Regions from separate parts of the Sus scrofa genome. Here region 2 is linked to region 1. The links are chromatin contacts, called in public HiChIP or PLAC-seq maps. All regions are on one chromosome and are shown on one strand. Each heading gives the region's core, a stretch centred on a gene start, on an enhancer-like site or on the middle of the called end of the contact. The rest is flanking DNA. Distances are from core to core; before and after follow the strand shown.

Region 1 (6,044 bases), core at 1,253-3,752:
TATATGAATTGTCTTCCTATCTTTTGAAGTCCCCAAAACTACCACCTTCAACATTCTCTTCTGTCTTTAGCAGAAGATGCTATTTATGGTGAGGGTGTCAGTTACTTGGTAAGTTGCTCTGTTTTCCTGGGTCTCTCCCATATACATGTTATTAAACTTTTGCTTGATTTTTCTCGTGTTAATCTGTCTCATGTCAACTTAATTCTTAGACCGGCCAGAAAAATCTGGATAGAGAGGTGGAGGAAAATTTCTTCCTCCCCAACATTCTCAATAGAAATGCATACATAATATGTTGCACCAAAAACATGTACTGGGTGTGTCTTCAGGCCTCCAACGATATGTCTGAGACCTTTCCAGATACCCAATCTAAATTAAGTCGCCCTTGTCAGTCCCCTTATAGGATCCCATTCTTCCCCTTCATGACACTTAACACAAGCATTGTTATGTAATTACATATTTATGTAGATTTGCTCCCTTACTAAACTATACCCTTAAAGGGTTAGGGATCGTTGCTATTTTGTTCTCTCCTCCAGCACCTGGCCATTGTACCGGGTTCATAATAAAGCAGTTAGTAAACATTTTGGTGAATATTTTTGCTTTTATCCTGTAGCTCCCTCTTATTTCCTGTTTGAGAAGCAAAGCATTAGCTATAACTCTATATATTCTTTTATTTATTTATTTTTTGGCCACACCTGCAGCATGTGGAAGTTCCTGGGCCAGGGTAAACCCCGGGCCGCAGACGCGACCTGTGCCACAGCTGCACCAACATCAGATCCTTAACCCACTGTGCCACAAGGGAACTTCAAATTATGTACATTCTTAATCCTGGACCAAGAGCAGTATTCAACCCTGAAGACACATTTCTAGGCTGACGAAAGTAAAGCAAGGAAAATCACATATGCACAATTTAAAAAAAAATCCCTTTCATTCTGATGTGAAAGGAATATTCTACATTTTAGAAGGATTTTTCCAGTTTGCTTTTAAAAGGAAAGATGTTTCTTACTTGTTTTCAGTTCTAAGAAAGTTGAATTTACCGATCCCTTCTTTTCCCAACTCCCTATAAATCATTTTGCTGAACCTACATACACAATTCATGCTTACATACATAACAGTTCATGCTTACATACATAACAAGAGATGAGCAAGAACTTGAACCAAAGGATACTAAACTTTAAACTGGGAAGGGGAGTTGGGAGACCCATAGGTAAGGGAGAAAAGGAATAAGGGGAAAAGTCAAGGGAGAAGAATTAGGATAAACAGAAGGTGGAAGCTTGTTTTTTGTTGTTGTTTTTTTGCTTTTTAGGGCTGCACCCGCGGCATATGGAAGTTCCCAGACTAGGGGTCAAATCGGAGGTGCAGCTGCCTGCCTACACCACAGTCACGTGGGATCTGAGCCGGCTGCAACCTACACCACAGCTCACAGCAACGCTGGATCCCCAACCCAGTGAGCGAGGCCAGAAATCGAACCCACATCCTCATGAATACTAGTCAGATTCAGCCGCAGCCGGGAACTCCGGAAGACAATATGAATAACATTAATAAATACCGAGTCCCCACTGCATACACATTACCACTTGGTGGTTGTTTCCTAATGGGTTTCCATGCCTTCAGTCTTGGTTCTGCATCCACTGTCACACAGCGGTCTAACCTTGTGTGTCTTGGCCACTGGCTACCTCATCCTATGCAACTCTTCTTCTCCCTTAACTGCTGTTCACCCACAATGGTCACTTTCTGTTCCTAGAATGCTCTGAGTTCCTTCCCATTACAGGGCGTTTACGCTTACTCTTTCCTCAACCTGAACTGCTCTTCTCATAGCTGATGCTGTTTCATCCTTTGGAGTTCAACTCAAACATCACCTCCTAAAAGAGGCGAGTAAAGCGTTGCCCAGTAGTCACTCTACGTCTTTCACAGACCTCATCTCGTTCTGAAACTCCTGTTTGTCTAACGTCCCCACCAACTACACCGAGGGTAAGGACCGGATACGCCTTTCTCAAATGTCTCTCCAAGTCTCAGAACAGTGCCTAGCAGAGGAGGTAGCTGATGAATACGGTACTGGATGAATGAAAGCGGGAGGCCGGAGTTGTTCATCTGCATATTAAAGATGAGGACCTTGGAACCCGGAAACATTAGACAGTGCCAGCCCTGACTCCAGCCATCCAGGGCTACGATCTAGTGCTCTGGTGAAATAATAATCAAAGGGCGGAGGGGGAAGCATAGCAAAGGCAGAGCAGCGACTACACAACTTCAAGTTCCTTTTCCTCCCCTCACCCAGGGGCATCCACGCTCCTTTCTCCCGCCCTGACCGACCGCGGGGCCTCCCCGCCCAGCCCCTGGCCGTGCGGGTCCCTTACTAGGTGGGGATGAGAAGGCACTTGAGCAGTGTCACCCCGAGCGCCAAAGCCGAAAACCAATTGCCACCACCAGTCGCACTTCTGAGCGCCGCCATTGCTACGGCGCCATTCGCTTTCAATCAACTTGACACGCCCCCTGCTGCCGCGCATGCGGGGACAGCGCTGGGAGGCGGCAGCCTGGCGCCGCGCGCATGCGCCCAGCCGCTCAGCCGCTCCGCCCGCGGGAGGCGGGAGCTGAGGCGTTTAAACCTCCCGCCCTCGGTCCTCTCACCGCCCCGCCTCCTTCCCGCCGGAGAGGTCTTCCCTGAGTCTGCGCGGTTTCTACGGCGACAAGTTAAGTTTCACGTGCCGCTTTTTTTTTGGTTCGGAAAGTTTCTTGGCGTTTTCCCTGGGCGTCGCTTTTGCTTGTTGTTGGGGTACCTCGGTGGGAGAAAACTGTATTTTCTAGAGACTTTCGGGTACTAACGGAGGGGTCAGAATTGTAATCCCGGAGTAACAGTAGGTAAAAAGTACCTGAGAATACTAGAGGCGCCTAGCATGGCCCCCTGAACCGGAGTATTAGCTCCAGGTGGAGAGTGGCGCGAGCAGAGATAGAGGTGAAAACTGTGCGCTTCTAGAACTCGGAGATAGGCTCTGTTGCACCACCTGCCTGGGGGAACCCACTGTGGAGGCAGCGCTTCTCACACTTCGTGTGCAGGTCACTTGGGGATCTTTTTAAAATTCGCATTCCCCTAGTTTTCCTTTTTGTAAGTAGGAAATAGAACTGGGGTCTGCTTCAGAGAGTGGTTGTGAGGATTAAATGAAGATGCTTGTAAATTGCTTGATACGATGTCAGGACCGAATAAATGTTCAGTACATGCTTCAGAGAAGTTAAAACCTTGCTGAACGATGAACAGCAGGTGGGAGACACTGTCCCTCTCCTCTTGGGGGTTTAGGCCTGCTTACAACTTCAGATGTCACCCACGTGAATGTGACACTCAAATTTATATCTCGAGCCCAAGCCCTGTCACCTCCAGACCCTTGTATCTAGCTGCCCACTCACCCTCTCTTAGATGTTTTAAAGGCACTTTGCATTAGTTCCCTAGGCTGCTGTAACAAATTACCACAATCTAAAAGCACAAGTTTAAAACAACACAAGTGTATTCTCTTACAGTTCTGGAGAGCAGAAGTCTAAAATCATCTCACCAGGCTAACAGTTGGTTCCTTCTGGAGGTTCTGAGGGGAGAATCTCTTTTCCTTTTCCGCTGTTAGAAGTGGACTGCATTCTTTGGCCCTTTCCTGGCATCACTCTAAATAACCTCTTGCTTCTGTTGTCACATCTGTTACTTTTCTAGAATCAAATCTCCCTTGCTTCCCTCTTATAAGGAGACCTGTGAGTGCATCTAGAGCCCACCTGGATAATCCAAGATAATCTCCCCATCTCCGAATATTTAACTTAATCACATCTGCAAAGTCCTTTTTGCCATAGAAGGTAATATTCACAGGTTCCAGGGTTTAGGACACAAATACCTTTGGAGGCTGTTGTTCAGTGTACCACACACCTCAAACTCAGAATGTCCAAAACTGAATTTATGAACTTTCAGTAGTATCCATTCAGGAAATAGCACCGACCATTTAAGCTGTTCAGCTCCTCTGGCCCATACTTGAAAACTCACTGTGAATTTACTAACTCAATACTCACTCCCAATCCCCTTCTCCCTTTTCTGTTTCCTCTAAAGAGTCTAGAAAAGTTAAATAGTTGATCTTAACTGGCAGCTAGGTATGCCTTAATGACACAGTTCTGTCTAGTAGGACTTAAAGCAGGAGTCTGCTGAGGGGAGGGTTTCTGGGAAAGGCTTTCCTTTCCTGATGAAAGAGACAGTGGCCCCTTTTTTCATTCTTCCTGCCTTGGACTTGGTCATGAGGCATGGAGCTGGACTCGGCTGTGAGGAAAAGGCACATCATGCTAGCCTTGACATCACTGAGCTGCTGAACAAATCCCTCCTACTCCCAGAATTCTTTCTTTCTTTTTTTTTTTTTTTTTTTTTTTTTTTTTTGCTTTTTAGGGCCACACCTGCGGCAGGTGGAGGTTCCCAGGCTAGGGGTCGAATCTGGGCTACAGCTGCTGGCCTATACCACAGCCACAGCAACGCAGGATCTGAACCATGTCTGTGACGAACAGCGCACTCACAGAAACGCCAGATCCTTAACCCACTGAGCGAGGCCAGGGATTGAACCCGCAACCTCGTGGTTCCTAGTTGGACTCATTTCTGACGGGAACTCTCAGAATTCTTATATCTTTGGGAATTTCTTGTTATTTGGGGAAACACACATACACCGTCTTTATGTGTTTGAGCCAGTGTTGGTCAGATCGTCTGCTTCTGCCTCCTAAACTGTTTCTAATGGCTATTGCCAAGTCCTGTCAGTTTGACTTCATTGATCCTCTCCGTTCATCTACTCTTCATACCCCCCGTATTCTTCACTTTAGCTTGACTCGCTTTCAGCTTCAGCTACATGCCATGTTACCTCCTGTCACTGCACCTTTACATATTCTTTCCCTCTATTTGAGATGTTCTTCCTTCTTCCTGGTTAAAAAAAAAAATTTAACTGGGTGAATCTTAAAAGATCTGATTGGCTTTATTCAGTGATTTTGAAATGGAGTTTTAACTAAAGAACAACCCCCCTTGGCTAAGAAGGCAGCTACAAGCCTTTCCAGCTGTGCTCATCACTATGCCACCCTTCTTGTAATAATGTAACAACTGTGTGCCCTCTATCCAAGCCAGCAGCCCTGCTAATCAGGTACCCAGCATTGCTTATCAGTTCTGCTTCTGTAACCTTGCTGGCTCAGTTTCTTAGGGAGGAACACTGTCTGCTTGGGGATGGGGGAGGTCCGGGATGCTTACATGGGAAAATCAAGACCTTGTAGTGTATAAAAGTTACTGAGAACAAAGACCTGGTGCTCAGACTCTGGAGGTGACTCCTCTGAGCCCGCACCGGTGCTGAATAAACCTTGCTTTTCCATATCTCCGAGTGCTGTTTGTCTCCTTCCGTTGCCACGGTTTTTGCGGTTTCCGCAACAATTTATGACTCAAGCAGCTTCCAATGTAGCAGATAAAAAGGAACTCTGAAGAGCAGTACAAAAAAATAAGACTTAGGTGTTCCATGGTGGTCTAGTGGTTAAGGATCTGGCATGGTCACTGCTGTGGTGCAGGTTCAATCCCTGGCCCAGGAACTTTCACATGCTGTGGGTGTGACAAACAAACAAAAAAAGAAGACGACGACTTTTATAGGCAGAGGGGAGCAGGAACAAAGATGTTATTCTAGGCCAAAAAGCAGACTGGTTATTGCAAGTTTACTTGCCCTGTAGGGGATAGGAGGGGTTTTTCAGGCAGGTTACTCAGCTAATGCTTCCTGATTTTCTGGCTTCAGATTCCATTTCCGGGAGGACAGAACTATAACAACGTATACGTTTGGTGATGTGGAGCTTAGCGTAAGTGACTCCATCCCAGTTACCTCTCCGTCCTTTAGCTCTCAGATCGAGCACCACTTTCCCAGAGAAACCTTCCCTGACCTCCCCTTATGCACCTGTCAGCTGAGTGCAATTTTACATTTATTTGTGTGATTATCTAATTCCCTCATTAGGTATTCATTTCCCGAGGACAGGGACCTTGTCTGTTTTTAGTCACAGTTGTAGTGGCAGAACTTGCACCCCGT
Region 2 (6,044 bases), core at 920-3,419, 480 kb after region 1:
CCTTGACCTCCTCACGGTTAAGGACTTCCCTTGGTTTTCTCAAAGCTATTTATACTACTAATACTCATCACATTTTTGTAATTAACTTGTCTAAGCCATTAGACCAGGGCTGTCTAACAAACATATAATGCGAACCACATACGTAATTTTACATTTTTTTTAAGTGGTCACATCAAAAGTGCGAAGACCAATTGGGAGAGGGGAAGGAGTGGGATGGATTGGGAGTTTAGGGTTAACAGATGCAAACTATTATATTTAGAATGGATAGACAATAAGGTCCTACAGTATAGCACAGGGAACTGTATCCAATCTCCCAGGATAGATCATGATGAAAAATAATATTTTAAAAAAGAACATATATTTATATGTATGACTGAGTGACTTTGCTGTACAGTACAAATTGCTACAACACTGTAAACAACTATAATAAAACTTTTTAAAAAGTAAAAAGAAATGGGTAACGTTCATTTTAATGATGTATTTTGTTCAACCCATTTTGTCCAAAACATCAACATATAATCAATATAAAAAAGCAGAGACACTGTGCATTCTTTTTTGTTCTTCAAAGTTGGTGTGTATTTTACAATTACAGTACCTCTCAATTCAGTCTAGCCACATTTCAAGTGCTCAGGGCCCTAAGTGCCAGTAGCTTCTAAATTAGAGAGTAGGGCACTAAAAAGAAATCCTTTAACGGAGTAGGCTCTGTTCTCATCTCTGAATCCTTTCTAGGCTAGCATACAGAAGGCATCATTAGTGTATGCTGAATAGATTAATGCCAGAAAATATTTTGATTTGGATCTCAGAAAGAACCCCCAAAAATGCAAGGGGGGAAACTGGTCATACTGCTACAAATCAAAGATAGATGAGGACGACAAAAGTAATTGCATCAGTGTGATTCAGCAACCTAATAAACCAAACCACCTTGTTTGGTCTGGTCCTTCTGTGTGGAGCTGCTGCAAATTATAGTATTAACAAAGAAATGAGAGCAGCTCGTCTTTACCGACTGTGGGACACTGTCCCAAATTTTTCTAACTAACTTTTCGGACTCTGTGAGACAGGGACTATGATCATTTCCATTCTCATAAGAGGAAAGTGAGGTTCAGAGCACATGAAGGGCCGTGCCCCAAACTGACAACCTACTAAACAGCAGAAATTTAAACCTAGGCAGCTTGACTCCAGATCTCCTTCGAACTGCTACACTCCACTCTTTCTCCTAATTTATTAAACAAAAGTTATACGCAAAGCCTCATTTTAGGCACTGAGGTGGTTAAAAGTTGACCTAAGAGGTCTGGTTTGGTTGAACAAATTTTTCTGTCAGCCATGTGTGAATACCAAGACAGGTAAGAAAAGGCTCCTGGTCTCAAGGGGCTACTTAAGTGTGAATACACATAAGGGACAAAGGAAAAGGGGCTCGTTCGTTTTTCTGCAAGATTAACAAGTCTACATATAATGCCGCGGTATCACGAAAGCCAAGTTCCAGCACTTTCCAAGTATCTAAACAGTTTTCCGAAAACTACCAAGCCAAGAAAAGGAGAAAAACGTGGACGCACGCACACGATTGCTTAGCTTTTCTAACTTTCCCCTGCCGGTCATTCTGTCCGACCCGACGGGACCAGGGAAGCCTGAACTCGGATGTGCCAAATCGGTCAACGAAAAGGACAAACCTACCCGCTTTCGACACACTAACCTGGACCTTAACGCGCTCCCCATTCACGTTCTGGGCACCGAGAGCGTCCCGCACGCTCAGTTTTGTTGAAGGTTTGTGCCTTGGGCAGGGAACGGAGGAACAGGAGCGCAGGGCTCGGAGGAGACACCGGGCCCCGAACATCGCGCGGCTGCCCAGGCCCTCCTCGTGACCTGCCCTGATGCAGGGAGCGTTCGGACGCAGCCCGCGGGGACCCTCTCCTCGCCCCTCTTCCGGGCCGCAGCAAGCCCTTAGGCGCTCGAGACCCCTTCCCCTTCAAGGGTCCCAGCTCGGTCCCCACGGAACCTCTGCTGCTTCCCGCTTCCCTAAAGGGCGGAACGGAGACAACACATTCAGCAGCAAACGCCAAAAACAAACCGCGCGCCTTGGGCACGCGGGACACCCCACAGACCCTCACAGATTCTAAACCCACGCCTGAGTAGCTGCAGAAAGAGGCGCGGCCCCCGCCCCTACGTCACCACGCCAAGGCCAACGTCATCACGCTGCCGGGAGGTTCAGAGGGAGCATGCGTACTCGTGACCCCAGTTAAAGAGGAGGCGGGGCGGAGGAAGGGAAGGGGTCGGGAGCTGAGATAGGGCGGAGCTAAGACACAAGAACCTTGCGTTGAAGGAACCGGATAGTCTACTGGGGGCTAGATCCGAGTGACTGATGCAGAAAGAAGGCGGCCAAGAGGAGACTCTTGATTGTTGAGAAGATTAGCGTGAGGGGATCAGTCTTTGCGAATTCTGAGAACAGAGAAAAACAAAGCACAGACCCTGGTAAAGTTACAGGTGGGTGGTACCAGACATCCAAACAGCTGAATAAATGGGGGATCAGTTCCCTGGCAGAGCCCAAGCGCAGTATGCCAAAGATAGCTCGCCGGAAAAGGTAGCGCTTTGACAGGTAAGAGTAAGTGAAGAGACCTTGGACAGACGAGTCAGAGAAGGCGGGACAGTGGAGGAGTGTTGGGCATTGCCTGCCAGAATCTTCAAGTCTCGCCCTCTCCTTTTTCCAACACATTTATCTGCATTTGTTTGACGTGGAAATGATGGCTTGTTCATGAATTAAGCCACCTTTCAAATGTATCCCCCCGAATAATTTTATTTCCTGTAACTCATGGATGAATTAGTTTTCTAATTAAAAGATAGAAGTAAGGACTACTTACTTATTATGCCATTTTGCAATTATGCCCTTTTTTTGTGAACTTAGGCACGATGAAGTTAAATGAATTGCTCAAGGATATACATTCTATAAGATTTAGACTCGGAAATCCTGGCTCCTTGCACTAAACTATTATGCTATCAGTGTCTCAAGGTGGGAAATAAAACCATGGTTCCTTCCATCAAGGAATTCATGGTCTTGACATGATGGAGACTAGCAAGAAAACAGAGAATTGTGATATAAACCAGTAAGTACCAATATGCATGTATGAGCCAAATGGAGAGGTGGCAAAGGAGATAATTAAGCTGAGTTTTGGAGGAAGATCAGAATTTTGTCAGATTGGGATGTAGAAAGAGTATTTCCTGCCAGAAGATGGGCAGGAAAGGTTTCCAGGAGGGCAGACAGCCTGGAAGAATTGTAAGACTATTCTCAAGACAGACTAGAAAATACCCCCCTAGTTCTTGGACACTTCTCAAACCTTGAGAGCAGAAACACGGAAACTTGCTGCCAAATGCCGTCAGAATTATGTGAGCTATATGCCTTAAAAAATGTTTGCCTTTGGTATTGTTTGCAAAATCTGAGAAGACAGTCTGAGACACATAGAAATAACGTAGTCTGGTTCAAATCTCCTCTTTGACTACCTTTCAAAGGGACCAAAAATAGTGACCAGCTGGCTCACTTCCTACCCAGGCCATTTGTCTGGCTAGCCTTTCTTTACCAAGTCCCCTTAGTATGCATCTTAAGAACTGTAGTACCAGTGTCAGAGAGGAAGGATCCTGACTTTTTTTTACCCTCTCTCCTTCCACTTGTTTAAGCCAAAGGGTTAATTATTTTCTCAGCAGGGGTACTGGCCAGTAGTATGATGAAAGCAAAGGAAACCTGTGGCTGAAACTGAAAATTAGGTATAGTTAATTAAAAACAGATATCATTGACTGAGTTCCTGTCGTGGTGGCGCAGCAGAAATGAATCTCACTAGGAACCATGAGGTTGCAGGCTCGATCCCTGGCCTTGCTCACTGGGTTGAGGATTCAGCATTGCTGTGAGCTGAGGTGTGGGTCACAGACAAGGCTCCGATCTGTTGCTGTGGCTGTGACGTAGGCCGGCGCCAACAGCTCTGATTAGACCCCTAGCCTGGGAACCTCCATGTGCCGTGGATGCAGCCCTAAAAAGACAAAAAATAAAATAAAATAGATATCACTGACAGTTGGCTATAGCATTTATGTGTCTGATGCTAAGTTCAAGACACTGTATCTGGTGCTCTGTCAAATCATATCATCTTACTTTTATTTTCAGTGCTAGAGTGACACTTCCCCTTTTAGATTCATCCTCTTCCGGACAGTAGCCAGAGTGGTCTTTCTAAGAAGAATATATTACTAGGTCAGTAATAAATGACGGCTGGTGCCATAGGATCCTTAGTATGTGCCAGGATTACTATATTCATATTAATGTGTAAGGTTATATATCTGCACATAGTGACACACCTAATCCTCACAATAGCCCTGTGAAGTACGGTTAGTATCCTCACCCCCAGTTTCCAAAGAAGAAAACAAAGCTCAGAGAGGGTTCATGGTTTGTATGGGCGATTTGGCACCAGAGTTCATTCTCTTACCCCCTCATAAGCCCCAGTGATTAAACAATGCCTCGGCTGTTCTCCCGAGAGCATAAAGAGGACTTGCCTTCTTCAGCACACCTACCATGATCCATAGTGTTTCCTGAAGTGCCCTGGAGCGAGGAACAGAAGTGAAACATTCTTACAGTTACCTTTTAATACTGCAGGTGTGTGCAGTGAAAACTGTCAGCATTACTCGTCAGCTTGGGGGAGGGTTTTAATCACACCTGCAGCTTGACAGGTTCCAGCTACACTTGCAAAGCTTCAGGGCTTCTAAAAGGCAGGCATTATGCTGGCACCACATGCCATCATGGAGTACCACCCAGTGCTCAGGGTTTTCATTAGGCTTCATCTAGGTCATGACCTTGGAGCATAGAGGAACACCGTGCTTGATGAAGAAATTATAGAGATAACAGGTGAAGAAAAGCAAGAGATGAATATTGTAAAGCATCTTGAGTTTCTTTGAGGGAGCTAACAATGGAGACTAAACTTGAAAAATGCAAAGGTACACACACAGAGCAGAAAGAGTCACATTTGTGCTTTGCAAGTTTAAGAAAAGCACTTTGTAATCTAGAAGCAAAAGCAGACAAGTAAAGGGTCAATAAAGGAATAAGCATAGAAGAGCTGATAGCAACCACCTCAAATTTAGTTTCTGAGATAGATCCATGTAGCTCTCATTCATTCTTTTTACTACTCTATTGTATAAACTGCCATAATTTATCTGTTCTCATTCCTAGTCGGATTCGTTAACCACTGCGCCACAACGGGAACTCCCAGAGTCTTTCTTCTTAATCACTATGTGAATGCCAGAGAAGCAGAAATATTTGCTTTGTGATGATTCTAAATGCCCAAGAGTTCTGGCAAATTATATGATAATATTCTTCAGTAAAACATAGCATTTTTCATTAAACTAAAATTTTAAAAAAGATAAGTACCTAGGAGTTCCCGTTGTGGCGCAGTGGTTAACGAATCCGACTAGGAACCATGGGGTTGCGGGTTCGGTCCCTGCCCTTGCTCAGTGGGTTAACGATCCGGCGTTGCCGTGAGCTGTGGTGTAGGTTGCAGACGCGGCTCGGATCCTGCGTTGCTGTGGCTCTGGCGTAGGCCGGTGGCTACAGCTCCGATTGGACCCCTAGCCTGGGAACCTCCATATGCCGTGGGAGCGGCCCAAGAAATAGCAAAAAAGACCAAAAAAAAAAAAAAAAAAAAAAAAAGATAAGTACTTGGATTTAATTGAACTGTTCTAGCAAAGAAATATATTCTGTTATTTCGATGTAGTATTTTGATAATTTAAAATCTGCAGGAAGTGAGATATTTTAATTTCTTGAGTGGTCATCAAACACTCCTACCACCCGGTAGTGGCATATATATATATATTGCAACGAGAGATATTTTTATAAGCAAATAAATCTCCTTTGAGAGCCGAATCTGTACAAGACAGCTCTGAGGTGGTGGCTATGAAGCAGAAGTCTCATCTTCTAAAAAAAATATCCAGACCACAATGTGCTGCATTATAAGAGGAAGGTATGATGGAGATTTGGTAGAGAATTTATAAACCATCTCTTCACAGAAATATGTTATCCTTCTCAA

Evidence for each region. HiChIP or PLAC-seq counts read pairs in DNA pulled down with a chosen protein or histone mark.
Region 2: a contact with region 1 is called in an H3K27ac HiChIP or PLAC-seq map of skeletal muscle, with 5 times the contacts expected there. The contact joins the promoter of NARS2 here to the promoter of ALG8 in region 1. A contact is called at or near these places in 2 of 2 datasets of contacts at active chromatin or transcription factors (alveolar macrophages and skeletal muscle).

What each region holds. Positions count from the first base shown.
Region 1 is chr9:12,529,810-12,535,853 of Sscrofa11.1, forward strand. ALG8 (probable dolichyl pyrophosphate Glc1Man9GlcNAc2 alpha-1,3-glucosyltransferase) reads right to left here and starts at 2,503. Exons shown (of 12, transcript XM_013979181.2): 1 at 2,352-2,503. The coding sequence starts at 2,501. It also overlaps the pseudogene LOC110255555.
Region 2 is chr9:13,008,728-13,014,771 of Sscrofa11.1, forward strand. NARS2 (probable asparagine--tRNA ligase, mitochondrial) reads right to left here and starts at 2,170. Exons shown (of 14, transcript XR_002335551.1): 1 at 1,688-2,170.